2 separate regions of the Sus scrofa genome follow, and region 2 is linked to region 1. A link is a contact called in public Hi-C data. All regions are on one chromosome and are shown on one strand. The core of a region is the stretch at or near the end of the contact, and the rest is flanking DNA. Distances in the headings are between cores, read along the strand shown. Region 1 holds the start of C17H20orf24. Region 2 holds the start of NDRG3 (protein NDRG3).

What was found. A called contact is a pair of places that touch in the nucleus more often than the background predicts.
Region 2: a Hi-C map of liver shows a contact between it and region 1, with 4 times the contacts expected there. The contact joins the promoter of NDRG3 here to the promoter of C17H20orf24 in region 1. A contact is called at or near these places in 1 of 5 promoter capture datasets (fetal liver), 4 of 47 Hi-C or Micro-C datasets (embryonic fibroblasts, fetal skeletal muscle and liver) and 1 of 2 datasets of contacts at active chromatin or transcription factors (alveolar macrophages).

The regions. Positions count from the first base shown.
Region 1 is chr17:39,867,374-39,871,334 of Sscrofa11.1, forward strand. It overlaps C17H20orf24, which reads left to right and starts at 1,476. Exons shown (of 4, transcript XM_021077901.1): 1 at 1,476-1,808; 2 at 3,959-3,961. The coding sequence starts at 1,695. It overlaps LOC110257439 (a long non-coding RNA gene), which reads right to left and starts at 1,407. Exons shown (of 4, transcript XR_002340025.1): 1 at 352-1,407.
Region 2 is chr17:39,986,483-39,990,386 of Sscrofa11.1, forward strand. It overlaps NDRG3 (protein NDRG3), which reads right to left and starts at 1,272. Exons shown (of 16, transcript XM_021077356.1): 1 at 1,110-1,272.

The sequences.
Region 1 (3,961 bases), core at 226-2,725:
AAAAAGAAAAAAAAAAAAAAAAAAATCTAAGGTTGAGAATGCAGATTTTAGAGTTCCCGCTGTGATGCAGTGAGTTAAGAATCCCACTGCAGTGGCTAGGGTCGCTGCAGAGGTTCAAGTTTGATTCCTGGTCCAGCACAGTGGGTTAAAGGATCTGTCCTTTGCCACAGCTGAAGCTCAAGTCGCAGCTGCAGTTCAGTTTCAATCCCTGGCCCTCAAACTTCCAAATGCTGCGGGTCTGGCCCTAAAAAGAAATAAACAAAAAACCACAAAAAGGGTACATGTGCAGATTTTGAAGTCAGACAGACCCAGATATTAGTTGAGCAAGTTACTTTGATTCTATATACCCACCTCACTGGAATGAAGTGCCTTGTTACACAGCACAGCAAGCATGGCACCACCTGGTGGACTTATTGAAATGCCGATTGTGCACTCTGCCCCAGAATTTCCAATTAGTAGGTCCGGGATGGAGTCTGAGAATGTTTTGCTTTGTTTTGTTTTCCTTCATTTTGGGCTGCACCCACAGCATATGGAAGTTCCTGGGTTAGGGGTTGAATCAGAGCTGCAGAAGCCGGCCACAGCCACAGTCACACTGAATCCGAGCCACATCTGTGACCTATGCCTGAATTTGCAGCAAGGACGGACCTTCAACCCACAGCGCGAGGCCAAGAATCCAACTCACATCCTTCTAGGCACTGGTAGGGTTCTTAACCCGCTGAGCCAAGACGGGAACTCTGAGGTCTGATAATTTGAATCTCTAATCAAGTTCCCAGGCGATGCAGCTGCTGCTGCTCCAGAAAAACACTTTGTGAACATCTAACCAAGTCCATAGCGAGGACACAGTAGATGAATACTCAAATATGCTGATACCTAATAAAATACTCTTTCCACTTGCTCCTCTGCAGCTGGTTCCAACATGCTATACACAGTTTCAGAAAATCATTTCCCCTCTTTGGATCTCAAGGCATACATTTGCCAAAAGACGGTCCAAAAGAGGGTGCTAGGCATGAGGAGACCCCAACTTATTACAGAAAAATTTCTGAGTTAACTTCCCGAACAAAGTCCTATAGGACTTGCACGGTTAGGAGGGAAAAAAAGCAAGGGCTTAAATCCAGAAAAGCAATTTGTGGCTCCAGGGAAGCAAGGTTTGGGCTTTAAAAAGCGCCTTGGGGAATGAAGGGCTGCGTTCTGTCCTGCTGCTCCTGGGGTCAAGCTAAAGTGGATTGGGTGAGCCTCATGTCCAATCTCCGCTTTCGCCTCAGACGCCATTCCTCCGTCTCCATAGCGCCTCCTTGCGCTCGTGTCGCCGTCCCCACCAAGAGTGTCCCTTCCTTCTCCCTCTACCGCGCTGCTGGCGGAAATTTGTCATGACTGCCGCGCGTAGGGCGCTTGCGCCGAAGCGATAGCCCCTCCTCTTTCGCTCTACGGCTGCGCGGCCGTGTATTGGCTGCGTGGGCACGTCGGCGGGAGGACGCGCGGTGCTGCGTTGCTCCGCCCACCGACCTCCTGGTCTCGGCCGAGAGAGCAGAGCCGGGCTGCCTGGTTAGGTGCGGGCAGCCGCAGGCGCGCCGCCGAACACGTCCGCTGAGTGCCACCACCACCGCCCGGCGCCCCGTGACCCGTGACTCCAGACCCCGACCCCTTTTAGATCGGCCCGCGCGCCCCAGGCCCGGCCCGGGCGGCGCGACGGGAGGATGAGCGGCGGGCGGCGGAAGGAGGAGCCGCCTCAGCCGCAGCTGGCCAACGGGGCCCTCAAAGTCTCTGTCTGGAGCAAAGTGCTGCGGAGCGACGCGGCCTGGGAGGACAAGGTGCGGTGGGGCCTGGCGAGGGCGCACGTTCGAATAGTCAGCTGGGACTCGGGGACGAATGGACAGGCCCGAGCCTGCACCTGCCCGGTCCGGACGCAGTAGAGTGGTGGGGCATGTGGCCCAAGGGTGTCTGGTCGAACTTGGCGGACCCGAGCCTGACGGCTGGGCTCCGGGCTCACCACGGAGTGATCTAAGGGTGAAGTCTGCTGGGTCAGCAAGGAGGGGCCGGAGGAGTTGCCCCCGGTCCCACCTCCTCGGGCAGGTCGTGTGCCTGAGCAGTGGGAATGAGCTGAGTTCGATTAGATCTCCGCATTTTACTCCCAGTAGGATCTTGAGTAAGTGACTTATCTTCTCCAAATTAACTACTTGCTACCGTCGTTAGCACGAACAGTAACAGACTTCTACTGAATACTTGCTGTGTGTCAGGCGCACTCTGCATCATCTCATTCACGTCTCAGAACAACTGAGATGGGGTGCTGTGGTGCCTTACAGCTTTAGCACAGTGAAGCGTACTAAAGAGGAGCTGCCACTGCTTACTGAAAAAACCGTCCACTTAAATAAGGGTGAAGAGTTGAGAGGGGAGACTGAGAGCTTTCAGGGGTTGAGTGTGTTTGTGAGAGAGAGGGAGGGAGGGTGGAGGAGAAACCACCGCATGTATGTGAGAAATGTTTGGGAGACTTCGCAATGTCTTTACTGATCAAATACATTCGTAAGATCTGAGTGTAAACACTTCCCCAGCTCTGCTCCCTGGTGTAGAAGGAACCATCAGAAACAACTTGATTCCCATTATCCTGAAAAGAATGTTGTGTTTGCATTCTTTCCCTAGTTTTTTTGGACTGCAGAGGTAGGTATTTCTGGAAGAGGGGCAGGGTTGGGAGGCACTTCCTGAAGGTCCCTCTTCCTGTCCCCAGTCTGCTGAGCTCTCTGTAAAAACTTTCTACTTTGCTGTGTCATTTCTTTCTTTCTTTGTATAAGGACACATTTCTGCAGTCTAGGGCAGGTCAGAAGCCTGAGACTTCCATGTTCTTACATAAAAAATTAGATATGCTGGAGTTACTTTTGTGGCTCAGAGGAAGTGAATCCATCAAGTTTCTATGAGGACTTGGGTTTGATCCCTAGCCTCGCTCAGTGGGTCCTGGATCTGGCATTTCTGTGAGCTGTGGTGTAGGCCAGCGGGTGTAGCTCTAATTAGACCCCTAGCCTGGAAACTTCCAAATGCCATGGGTGCAGCCCTAAAAAGTAAAAAACAAACAAACAAAAAAAAACTTAAAATTTTTTTAAAAAATTAGACCTGCTTCCAGCACTTTTGTTTCTAATCTGTTCTCTTCTTTGTGACTTACTCAGAATGTAGTTTGTGGGAAGGTGATGCTGAATTGGTTAACAGTTAACCCTTCTGCCTGTGGAGTCTGTCCAGGTCTCCCCAGGTGACATAATAAGAGTTATTTATGACGGGTAGCTCAGTTACTATCACACTTTCATTTTTACAGCTTCTAAAAAAGGATAAATGATTTTTCTAAAATTTTTATTCAGAGCACATGCCCTGGAAGCCATCACTTAGGGTAACTAAATATATGTCATTTTTGATTGTTTGTGCCCATGGCATGTGAAAATTCCTGTGCCAGGGATTGAACCCTTGCCACAGCAGTTACCTGAGCCACTGCAGTGACAATGCTGGATCCTTAACCTGGTGAGCCACAAGGGAAGTCCAATATATCTTTTTTTTTTTTTAAACTACATTTTAGTATAAAAAGATGTGGAGGAGTTCCCGTCGTGGCGCAGTGGTTAACGAATCCGACTAGGAACCATGAGGTTGCGGGTTCAGTCCCTGCCCTTGCTCAGTGGGTTAACGATCCGGCGTTGCTGTGAGCTGTGGTGTAGGTTGCAGACGCGGCTCGGATCCCTAGTTGCTGTGGCTCTGGTGTAGGCTGGTGGCTACAGCTCCGATTCAACCCCTAGCCTGGGAACCTCCGCAGGAGCGGCCCAAGAAATAGCAACAACAACAACAACAAAAGACCAAAAAAAAAGATGTGGAGATTCGAGACCCATATACCATTGCTTTTAGGAAAAATTTCCCTGGAAGATGCATTTAGCAAGAGGCCGTCTATGGCGCCCACCTCAGATAATGCACGCATTCTCTTTCTTTTCTGCAGGAT
Region 2 (3,904 bases), core at 22-2,521, 120 kb after region 1:
TCTCCCGGCAGCCAGAAAAGCAAAGCCAATAATATCCTCCGGGGACAAAATCTGGATGCAGACAGACAAGGCTTACCCCTGTTCTGCCAGTAAGCCACCGTGAGAGAGCTTTCTTGCCTCCTAAGCCATGAAGCTCCTAGTCTACCTGTGACAGGAAGACTAGCTCTGCAGAAAAAAGGCTGCATAAAAAGAAGGACGCATCAGATGGCGAAGCGCTAAGGTACTGAGATAATCTTAAAATGTTTAGCAAGGTCCCTGGCACACAGCAAGCGCTGGATGAACGTGAGTTATTAATAATATCGCTATTACTATTATTACACTAACAACTCAATTGTACTCTAACCACAAGAAAATACTGTTTTTGCAGCCTACTTTTATGACGTTGAAGAAGCAACTCCAGAGATGCAGGTGTATTTCAAATTGTTTTAAAGGTACAAGATCCAATTCCAACCGCGCTGGCCTGAGAGCCCCAGACCCTGAGTTCAAGAGCCATTCCAGCCTCTCGTCTGGCGCGTGACCTTGGGCAGGGCACCTCACCTCTCTGTGCCTCAGTTTCCTCATCTCTAAAGTGGGGCTAAGAAGCCCCTCCCTCGCATGGTAGTCGCGGGGGTCCAGCCAGAGGGTATTCTTTAGGGCACCAAGACCCTCCAACAACCCCCCCACACCCCGGATGCAAGGGTAGTTCACGGCCCATCTTCCAAGCCCCCCGGCTCCCGGGCGGACGGGGTAGACGAATGCCCGACCCCGAGGCCCACCGAGCTCCACCGCCTGCAGGAAAAGGGGTCGCGTCTGCGGCGGGTCCCTGAAACTGAGGTCCTGGGCACCGAGAGGTGCGGCCGCTGCCGCCTGCACGCTGTAGACGGCGGGTTTGCCGCGGGCCCCCACCGCCCAGGTGGAGAGCGACCGAGAGAGGCCAGATTGCCCCGGAGCCCTCAGGCGAGGAGGGCGGAGGGAGCCCTAGCACCCGGAGGAGGCTGGCAGCGCTGACTGGTGCCCGGCCGCTCTGGGAAGATGAGATTGGGAAAGAGAAGGCAAGGGAAGCAACGACCCCGCGGTAGCACGGCTTGACCCCCTCCCCCCGCGCCAGCCGGGCTGAGGCGTTCACTCACCTGAGGCTCCGGCAGCCGCCGTCAGCTCAGCAGCCCCGGCGGCGCGAGTTGGGCGGGGGAAAAGCTCCGCGGCGCGCAGGCGCACTGAGTGGGCCTGGCGGCGCATGAGCATTATGCCCGCCCGGGGAACTACGAAGATGGTGCCTGAGCTGGCGCCATCTTCAAGGTAGAATAATTGCCGTTCTTGTTCGTGGTTTCAATTCCTCCTGGCCAACTTCGATCTGAAAGTATTGCATGGAAAGTAAACTAGTAGTTCGTAAGTTTTAAAATACTGTGCTGTTCTGAGAAATGTGATGAAATCTCAGCTCCCTCCCACCTGAGCAAGTAAATGATCTCTTGGTTCAGCATAATACACGTTCCTTATATATGGCACCTGCTCCTTAATCACTTAGTGGCCGCCTCTGTTATTAAATCAATTGGTTACTGCAGTGTTTGTGTTCAGCTAATCCTTATTTTACTTTATAAGGACCCCAAAGTGCAAAAGTAGAATTGTTGGTTTTGGATAAGCCAAAGCGAAGCCATAAAGGTCTTCCTTTAAATAAAAAGGTCAAAGTTATCAATTAGGAAAGGAAATTGTTTGATGAGGTTACTAAGATCTGCCATGAGTTTTCTAATCGCGAAATTGTAAATAAGGGAAAAAAATGTGTGCAAACTGCAATAGTTAGAGCCATGATGCACATAAAAATGCTTGGTTGGAGTTCCCGTCGTGGCTCTGTGGTTAACAAATCTGACTAGGAACCATGAGGTTGCAGGTTCGATCCCTGGCCTTGCTCATGGGTTAAGGATCCAGCATTGCTGTGAGCTGTGGTGTAGGCTGCAGATGCCGCTGGATCTGGTGTTGCTGTGGCTCTGGTGTAGGCTGGTGGCTGCAGCTCCGATTAGACCCCTAGCCTGGGAAACTTCATTTGCCACGGGAGCAGCCCTAGAAAAAGGAAAGAAGACAAAAAAAAAAAAAAAAAAAAGTTTTTGGTTAAGAGTGAAAAGGCAGAGAGTTCCCCTGGAGGCCCAGACAGTTAAGGACCCAGTGTTGTCACTGTACTGGCTCAGGTCTCTGCTTTCGCTCAGGTTTGATGATCCCTGGTCCCTGGAACTTCCACATGCTGCAGATGCAGGAAAAAAAAAAAAAAAAAGACCGAAAAGGCATTAAGTTTGTGGGTGGAGGACATGAACAAAATACATACTATGAATGACAACATGTTGCACCAGAAAGCACTGAGCCTGTTGTCAAATCCAAGTCCATGTTTCTCACTCACAGTGAGGCCAAACAAAGTAATAGACCAGAATTTGGAGCAGAGAAAGATTTCTTGCAGGATGGAGCAAGAAAGTCAGATTGTATTCAAAAGGCCCCAGTGGCTTTCAGGGAACAGATTTTTAAAGGCAATGTTTGGAGTGAGGTCCCAACTTTCTTCTGACTGGTTGGTGGTCAGGTAACAAAGTGGTGTTTCAGGAAACTTAATCATCAACCCTCTGGTTCCAACCAGTCTGGGGTCTACATACTTGCGGTCAGCACGTAGTCACTTCTGCCACAGGGTGGGGGTGGGGTGTCTTTGTTTCTGCATAACAACTCTAAGACAGGTGTCAGATTGTTATGTGTAGCCCTTGAGAAGGAACTGGGACTCTGTTTTATCACTAAACTGTTGTTTCTTTTCTTTTCTACTTCTTTATTTATTTATGTATTTTCTATTTTGGCTCTCCCATGGTTTATGGAATTCCAGGGCCAGGGATCAGATCCCAGCTGCAGTTGCAACCTATGCCACACCTGCAGCAATGCCTGATCCTTTAACCCACTGTGCTGGGCCAGGTATTGAACCTGCATCCTGGTGCTGCAGAGATATCTCACTGCACCACAGTATGAACTCCTGAACTATTGTTTCATGATTGCTTTTCCTTTTCTTCAGCATTCCCTCACTTCCCTAATTAGCAACTGCTTGAATCTGCTCTTTGGGACTCAGGAGAAGCCTAGGAGGCTAAAGCTTGTTTCTACAAACAAGAAAAAGGGGGGACATGGAGGGGCTTTTGTACCAGGGAGGACCCTGCCAAATCCTCTCAGTTTCAGACCTATAGGAAGACTTCAGCAAGGGATCCCCTGAAGTGAGTAACACCAAGCCATATTCTACAAGTAAGGATGGTTACATGGACTCAGGGATAGTTTGGACTGAAAAATATAAAAATAACAGAGAGGCTGTGTCTGCTGATGAAGAAGCTGCTGCCAGGTTTCCAGCAGAGTTGAGGAAGTTGATTGAAGAGAAGGGATGAAACTGGGCTCTTCTGGAAGAAGATGCCCAATAGCACCTGAAACCCAGCAGGACCCTGTGAGGCCCTCCTGCTACAAAAGCCTTTCGATGTCCCCATTTCTTGTTTATAGGGGAAAGGCTTCAGCCTCCTAGACCTTCTGTGAGTTCCAAAGGGCAGATTCAAACAGTTACTCAAGCAGGGATGTGAGGGAATGCAGAAACAGGAAAAGCAGACAAACAATAGTACAGTGATACAGCTCCTCCTCAAGGGATATACATAACAAATATCCTTGGGTTCTTCCACTGGAACAAAGTCTCCTCTCAGGTGGAGGATAACTTCACATGGAATACAAGATTCCGGGAGCTTCGCCCTGCTACCTCACCATCAACCAACCCCAAAAGTTGCACACCCTGCAAACCTCACCTCAAATTTTGCCTATAAAAACACTTCCCCGAAAACCAACTGGGAGTTGAGGTTTTCTTTGAGCACAAGCCACTTGTTCTCCTTGTTTGACCCTTGCACTAAACCTTTCTCTGCTCCAAACTCAGACATTTGGGTCG